Linked DNA regions of Sus scrofa: region 2 is linked to region 1. The links are chromatin contacts, called in public Hi-C maps. All regions are on one chromosome and are shown on one strand. The core of a region is the stretch at or near the end of the contact, and the rest is flanking DNA. Distances in the headings are between cores, read along the strand shown.

Region 1 (3,868 bases), core at 723-3,222:
TGTCGTAGGAAACCAAATCCTCCAAAACACAGATGATACTGAGATTTTCAGAAATCAAAGAAAAACATTATTCTGCATTTCATTTGCCGTTTGAGAAAATACAGTTGGGTATTTCACCAGTATGTTATACAGTGAAATAATTAAAAGGTCTTAAAAAAGAAGCTACAATTGTGGGATTTGGACATGTTTAACTACTGTGACAAAGGGGGTAGGGGGGACAGGAGAACACTAACATTTAGGGAACAAACCAAGGAAGACAGGCCAACCCAGTAAAAACTAAGCAGTGGCATCTAGAGAGCTGGGAAGAAAACTTGGAATACTGTCACAGAAGAGAATTTTCAAAAAGATACTTAACAATGCCAAATACCGCAGAGATCATACAGGAGAAATAATGTACGTTAAATTTGTTTAGTCATATAAAGATTACACAGTTTTTTGGTTTGTTTTTTGTCTTTTTAGAGCCACATCCAAGGCATGTGGAAGTTCCCAGGCTAGGGGTCTAATTGGAGCTGCAGCGGCCTGCCTACGCCATAGCCACAGAAACTTGTGACCCAAACTGCATCTCCGACCTACACCACAGCTCATAGCCAACGCCATATCCCCCACCCACTGATTGTGGCCAGGGATGAAACCCACATCCCCATGGATACTAGTCGGGTTCATTACCACTGAGCCACAACAGGAACTCCCGATTACATACAGTTTTAATGGAATTTTTTTAGGAACAGAGATAAAATGAGCTGAGTAAATAAGACATAACGGAGATCAGCATAATTTTGCCTTTCATAACCTAAAATTGCTCAGGAGTATGGGTGGAGGGGGGCAGTGAGAAACAGGGTAAAAGAAGATACAGGAGGGGACAGGTGGGGAGGCGGGGAACGGACTGGGGGTCTGGGACTGGCATATGCACACCGAGGTATACAGAACCATGGACCAACAGGAACCTGCTGTACAGTGCAGAGAACTCTACAGAGTATACTGTGATAATCTATGTGGGAAAAGAATCAGAGAATGGATATGTGTGCATGTATCACTGGCTCACTTTGAAGTACGGCAGAAACTATCACAGCCTCGTAACTTAACTATATTTCAAAAAACTAAAAAAAAAAAAAAAAAAAAAAAAGATATAGGAAAGGGGATGAGTGATGGGGCAAGGTGCCCAAAAAGTGCAGTAGGTTTGGAGGGAAAGATAGAGGAGACTAGAAAAATGATTCTTCTTGGAGGAAAAGATGTTTGCAACGACAGATAAGACCCCTAGTCATGGCCCAGAAACTAAAGTTTAAGCTTCTTTCAGGCAGTGCCCATATTTGATCATATATGTACATCTCATGAAAAAAATAAAACTAGAACAATGCTTTGCGGGGGGGGCTCAAAAAACGTGAATAAAAGCGTAACAAGGCATTGAGTTACTGTAGGAAGTAGAAAGCTTTTCCATTTCACCCATCACCTCTCTGCTCCCACAGAACCTGTATCCAGGCACGCAACCAGAAACTTCCAGCGCCTGGAGGTATCACTTTCTACTCTACATCCGAGCGAGCATTGCACACCCCCGCCGAAAGGGGGCGGGCCCCACAGAGGTCTCGGGAGGGTGGGTCTGCGGCCCTGACCACCACAAACCGACCAATGCCCGCGGCACCCAGGGTGGAGAGACCCCCAGCAAAGCTGACCGTCTAGGGACTGGCCTCCCGAACTCGCTCCCCAGTGCGCCGCTACCCTGGACACCGCCACGCCGCCCCAACGCGGTGCCCCCGCCGCCCGCCCTGGCCTTCTCGGTCTCTCCCGGTACCCACAGCAGCAAACCCTCCTCCTGCGGGGAGACCCCAGAAGCCTCCTTGCTGCCGTAGCTCCCTCGCAAAAAGTGACAACCGTAAAGCTGGCTCACCTCACCAGGCCACTACCGGCCCCACAACCGCCGCGCCCGACTCTCAGCTACTCACGCCGGCCCCGCCTTCCTGAGCTATCCCACAAGTCCTCGCGTGGCCTCGCCCCGCCCCCTGGAGCCAGGACGGAGCGTGCGCAGAAGATCAGGTGCGCTGAGCCCTCCTCCTCTGGGTGGAATCAGCCTAGAGGATTGACAGGTGTGTTAAAGCAAAATCTGACTCTGCCTGCTTCCAGCTTCACAGTAGGTACTCCAAAAACTGCAGGATCATCCTGGCCTGTTCTGATTCCCCACATAATAATAACTTGAATAATGCTTTGGATCGCTCCCACTGTTATCCCTAATATTTGCCTTGCTGGTTTGTAACCGTATTTTATCACTTTTGTGCATATGAAAATCACGTGGGGGAATTCCCGTCGTGGCTCAGCGGAAACGAATCTGTCTAGGATCCATGAGGATGCAGGTTCAATCCCTGGGCTCGCTCAGTGGGTTAAGTATCTGGCGTTGCCGTGAGCTGTGGTGTAGGCCAGTGGCTACAGCACCGATTCAACCCCTAGCTTGGGAACCTCCATGTGCCATGGGTGAGGCCCTAAAAAAAAAAAAAAAAGAAAGAAAAGAAAAAGAAAATCATGTGGGAAAGTTACTGTTTCTCTACCATGAACAGGCTATGGTAACTATACTAATTTTGCAGGGTTTTTTTTAATCTTTAAGTACTTGTATTTGGCAAATCTGTTCTTCAGTCTGACTACCTTGCACTTTTGCAAGTAAATTCCTTCCTTTTCTAAGTATCTATCTCTGAATCTTTCTTGGACGTGTGTCAGTATTAAGACCTATCTTTTGATGTGCCCTAGCCACTAAGTGAAAAGAACATGAAGCTTTTAACATTATGTGCTTCTGCTTCCTGTGTGAGTGAACTTTCATTTTCATGGCAAGTCTAAAACTGTAAAACAGGAGTTCCAGTCGTGGCTCAGTGGTTTATGAACCCGGCTAGTATCCATGAGGACGCAGGTTCAATTCCTGGCCTCAGTGGGTTAAGGATCCTGCGTTGCCTGAGCTTAGGCGTAGGTCACAGACGTGGCTCAGATCCCACATTGCTGTGGCTACAGCTCTGATTAGACCCCTAGCCTGGGAACTTGTATATGCCACAGATGCAGCCCTGAAAGGCAAAAAAAAAAAAAAAAAGTATAAAACAAAATAAAATTGTAAAACAAAAATAATTTTAAAAGCCCGTGAAAACAGACAGAAACAAATAAACCTTTCCATCTGAAATAGCCCTATAATTTTTTCTTTTTAGCTTTTTTTTAGGGCTGTTCCTGCGGCATATGGAGATTTCCAGGCTAAGGGTCGAATCTGAGCTACAGCTGCCAGCCTACGCCACAGCTCACTGCAACGCCAGATCCTTAACCCACTGAGCAATGCCAGGGATCGAACCTGCAACCTCATGGTTCCTAGACAGATTCGCTAACCACTATGCCTCAACGGGAACTCCTAATGTGGTAATGTTTCCATTTCCTTTTCATCTGTATATGTTTTTATATTTAAAGTGGGTTTCTTGTTACAACATATAATTGGGTCTTATTTTTGTTTTTGTTTCATTTTGCTTTTTAGGGCCGCGCCCACAGCATATGGAAGTTCCCAGTCTAGGAGTTGAATTGGAGCTACAGCTGCTGGCCTACACCACAGCCATAGCAACATCAGATCAAAGCTGCATGTGCAACCTACACCACAGCTCTTGGCAATGTGGGATTCCTGACCCACTGGGCAAGGCCAGGGATGGAACCCACATCCTCACAGATGCTAGTCGCATTTGTTTTCAATGCACCACAACAGGAACTCTTGGATCTTGTGTTTTAATTTACTCTGAGAGTCTCTAACTTTGATTGGTACATGAAGAACATTGACATTTAAAGTGATTACTGATATAGTTGTATTAATATCTACCATTTTCATTACTGTTTTCTTTTTGTTGCCCTTGTTCTTTGTTCCTAT
Region 2 (3,868 bases), core at 430-2,929, 75 kb after region 1:
CCTGGCCTTGCTTAGCAGGTTGCAGATGTGGCTCGGATCTGGTGTTGCTGTGGCCGTGGCGCAGGCCGGCAGCGGCAGCTCGGATTAGATCCCTGGCCCAGGAACTTCCCTATGCTGCAGTGCGGCCCTAAAAAGAAAAATTTTTAAATAAAAATAAATAAATAAATATATAAATAAATAAAAGAGGCACAGTCGCTCTTCGTGGAGATTACATTCCAGGGGGATGTGGTAGCAGAATAATGGCGCCCCAAGATGTCAATGTCCTGATCCCCAGAATTTGTGAATATGTTTCCCTTTACATGGCAAAAGAGATTTTGCAGATGTGATTACGGTGGGGAAATTATTTTGGATTATCAAGGTTTTTAATCACAAGGGTCCTTACAAGGGAAAAGAAGGAGGCAGCAGAGTTCGCAAGCGTGAAGGAGATGTAATAACAGAAGCAAACAGGAGTTCCCGTCGTGGCACAGTGGTTAACGAATCCGACTAGGAACCATAAGGTTGCGGGTTCGGTCCCTGCCCTTGCTCAGTGGGTTAAGGATCTGGCGTTGCCGTGAGCTGTGGTGTAGGTTGCAGACGTGGCTCGGATCCAGCGTTGCTGTGGCTGTGGTGTAGGCCAGTGGCTACAGCTCCCATTCAACCCCTAGCCTGGGAACCTCCATATGCCGCGGGATCGGCCCAAGAAATAGCAACAACAAAAAGACAAAAAAAAAAAAAAAAAGAAGCAAACAGAAGCAGAGGTCGGAGGGATGTGATTGCGGGCCTTAAAGATGAAGAAAGACATTCAGGAGTTAAGGGATGTTGGTGGCTCTAGAAGCCGGAAAAGGCAAGGAAACAGATTTTCCCCTTGTGCCTCCAAAAGGAAGACCCATCTCCCCTTGATTTTAGCCTACTGATTTCCATTTTTGGACACCTGACTTATAGAACTGTAAGATAATAAATGTGCTCTTTGGAGCCACCAGATCTGTAGTAATGTGTTACAGATGCAAAAGGAAATAAACACAAGAGGTACTGGCTACTTATTTTGAGCCTCCTCTAGATAAGCTTGAGGCCTGTGTGTTTTGTTTTGTTTTGAATTTCCCAGCTGGCTCCCAGGGTGAGGCTGGGCCCTCAGTGGGAGCTCAGGGTACAACTGCTATAGATTCGTTACTACCCTAGAATTGTATGACTCTGATGGGAGGGATACTTGGTAGACTGGGGGTGGGCGATGGACTTGGGAAGGTGAAAGGAGAGGGGAGCTGCCCGTGAGAGTGGGATGTTGGAGGTTAGAAGGTGATGGCCAGGGGTTCCATGAGAAGACTCTTCGGAGAATCGCTTCACGCTGGAAGCGGGCACTTGATGGATAGAGGCGGCAGGACTCATACTCACTGCGTACGTTCATATTCCTTAATTTTCATATATTGACTTTTTAACAAGAAATTTACCTCGGAAAACTTCGGCGAGAACGTGCCTCCTATTGAGAGAGAAACGTTCAAAGGAGGCACTGCAGTTGGTTTGTAGAAACGCCGAGGCCCAAATATCCTGATCTGGGAGCTCAGAGGACGAGCCCCGGAACCTGCCTTCCTCGGCGGCATCCCCAAACCTTCAGGGGCCTGAGGACGCAAGGCCACGGCCCGGACGCGCTGGCGGCTGTGGTTCCGGGCGCGGACGGCCTCCGGCCGCGGAGGGCGCTGTGCGGGCCGCGAGGGGGGCGGGCCGGGGGCGGAGCGCGGGCGGCGCGCGGCTCCGGCTGGGCTCCCGGCTCCCGGCTCCCGGCTCCCGCTCCGGGCCCTGCACCTGTGACCATCGGCGGCGCTCGCTCTCCGCGCCCGGCGCCCGCGGCCCCATGGCCCCCTCCCGCCTGCAGCTCGGCCTCCGCGCCGCCTACTCCGGCCTCAGCTCCGTGGCCGGCTTCTCCATCTTCCTCGTCTGGACGGTGGTCTACAAACAGCCGGGGACCGCGGCCATGGGGGGGCTCGCAGGTACCCCTTGGGCGCGGGGGACGCCGGCTCCCGGCTCCGGCGGCTCGGGCGCGCGGCTGCGGGGAGGCGCGGGCGGGTGCTCCGAGAAGCCCCTCGCGGGCGGCGCTTCCCCCGGGAGCGGGTGGGGTGTTTACCCAAAACGGGCCGTGGGCAGCGCAGGCCCCGGGCGGGCCCGGACTCCTGGGCATCTTCCGGAGACCTCGGAGACCCGAGGCCCCGGGCGCAGAGGTGCGGTCTCTGCCGTTGGCACCAGCCCCGCCGCCCCTGGGTTAGCCGGACCGCCCTCCACCCGGGGTCCGATGACAGCGTCCTTCCTGCGCGCCGGCTCTTCTTGCCACCCTTTTCGCGCGACCAGGTGTAAAGATCTCTCACACACACACAAACACACACTTGCTCTGGGGGATCCCTGCCCCTCAAGCGCCCCTGCCCCGAGGACTAGGTGAGGGCTGAGAAGCTGCTAAGTGGAAAGGAGGGCTGGGGGGGTTCCCGGAGAAGCCCACCTCCCTCCTTCCAGGGTGGAGCCCACCCCCAGCAGAGTCCTCAGCGGACGCAGCCCGAGGACTGCGCTAGGGATCTGATGGAAACTGGACATTGTCTTCAGACAACAGTGGTGTCTCTTTGCCACCGTTCTGCTGCGGTCCTGGGCCAAGATCTGCTACACCCGGCCAACAAAGCTTTCTGTGCCTCAAGAAGGGCAGGGGAGGCATGTCCTGGAGTTAAGAATGTCAGTGCGCTGGTGGAGGTCCCAGGCTCAGCAACACACTGCTTGCTCGCTGTGCACCTTTGGGTGTGTTATTAACCCTCTCTGTGTGAAGGCAAAACGTTATTTCTACCTGCTAACGTATTTTTAAAAATGCTTTCTATGTGTCAGGCACTAGGTTACGCAAACGGCTTCCACCTTCTCTTTTAACCCTTACATGAGGCCTATGAAATAGGCATTCTTATTGTGTCCATTTTACAGGTAAGGCATAAACTGAGGCTTAGTGTAAATAAACAGCTTCCCCAGAGTTAGGGTGCTACATCAAATAAGTGTGGGAAAAGCACTCTGGGAAAGAAATGCATGTAAAGATAATACTTTGAAGGAGGCTCTCTTATTCCATAACGAAACTCCTCTGCCAAAAGAGCCCTACACGGACTAACTAAAAATAACTAGATTTGCTCATTGCCCCCGAGTTTACTGCGTGCCATCCCTGGGTAGAGAAGGACTGGAGGTGAGGTTTCTGCCTTACAGGAGGGGCATAGGTAAACACAGGCCCAACGATACCAAGCAGTGCCCTGTGGGGGTCTCTGAGGAAGTGTGGGCAGGCACCCCGCTGGGCTGCTCTGTACCTGCCTAGATGCCCCACCACCTGTGAGTTCCCGTCCTTCCAGGGGGCAGCCTGGCCACGTCTGCCCTTTCCCCTCTGCACCCCCCACCCTTCCGTGTTCCTGGTGGTTCTCTGGCCCTTGCAATGTTTTTCTGTTTCCTGTCGGGCGGCGCTGCTGCTTTCCCCTGGGGAAGGTGGTAACTCTTCAGGCGAGGCCCTGAGGAGACCTGAGATGAGGTTGGCCTGGCTGGGGGCGAGGAGGGAGGGCTGCCCCTGGGATCAGAGCTGGGTGTGTTGGAGTCTGGCCTGGTGGAGTGAGCCTCACCGAGCCGTGTGGCCGCGGGCACCATGCTGCCTCGTGGGCCTCAGTTTCCCTGTCTGTAAGAATGGGAGCGATGCCAGGGATGGGGTGATGTCTGAGACTTGCATTCAGGTCTGGATGTTACAGCTGTAATGGCCTCTCTCTGAGTCGCCCATCTTGCAGCTGCCTCTTGGGGCGCATCTCTGGAGAGTCCCAGGGTTTCCCTCTGACCCGAACCCTGCCCCCTCCCTCCCTCGACTTCTGAGGCAAGGCCAGCTGTGGAGCTGCCAGCAGGGAGAGGT

What was found. Hi-C and Micro-C count contacts between places; a contact is called where the count stands out from the background.
Region 2: a contact with region 1 is called in a Hi-C map of heart right ventricle, with 2.0 times the contacts expected there. The contact joins the promoter of SLC48A1 here to the promoter of RPAP3 in region 1. A contact is called at or near these places in 14 of 47 Hi-C or Micro-C datasets (alveolar macrophages, blood, embryonic fibroblasts and 8 more) and 2 of 2 datasets of contacts at active chromatin or transcription factors (alveolar macrophages and skeletal muscle).

Annotation. Positions count from the first base shown.
Region 1 is chr5:78,064,280-78,068,147 of Sscrofa11.1, forward strand. It overlaps RPAP3 (RNA polymerase II-associated protein 3), which reads right to left and starts at 1,973. Exons shown (of 18, transcript XM_021092589.1): 1 at 1,883-1,973. It overlaps LOC110260775 (a long non-coding RNA gene), which reads left to right and starts at 1,155. Exons shown (of 3, transcript XR_002344182.1): 1 at 1,155-2,078.
Region 2 is chr5:78,139,541-78,143,408 of Sscrofa11.1, forward strand. It overlaps SLC48A1 (heme transporter HRG1), which reads left to right and starts at 1,680. Exons shown (of 3, transcript XM_021092605.1): 1 at 1,680-1,958. The coding sequence starts at 1,823.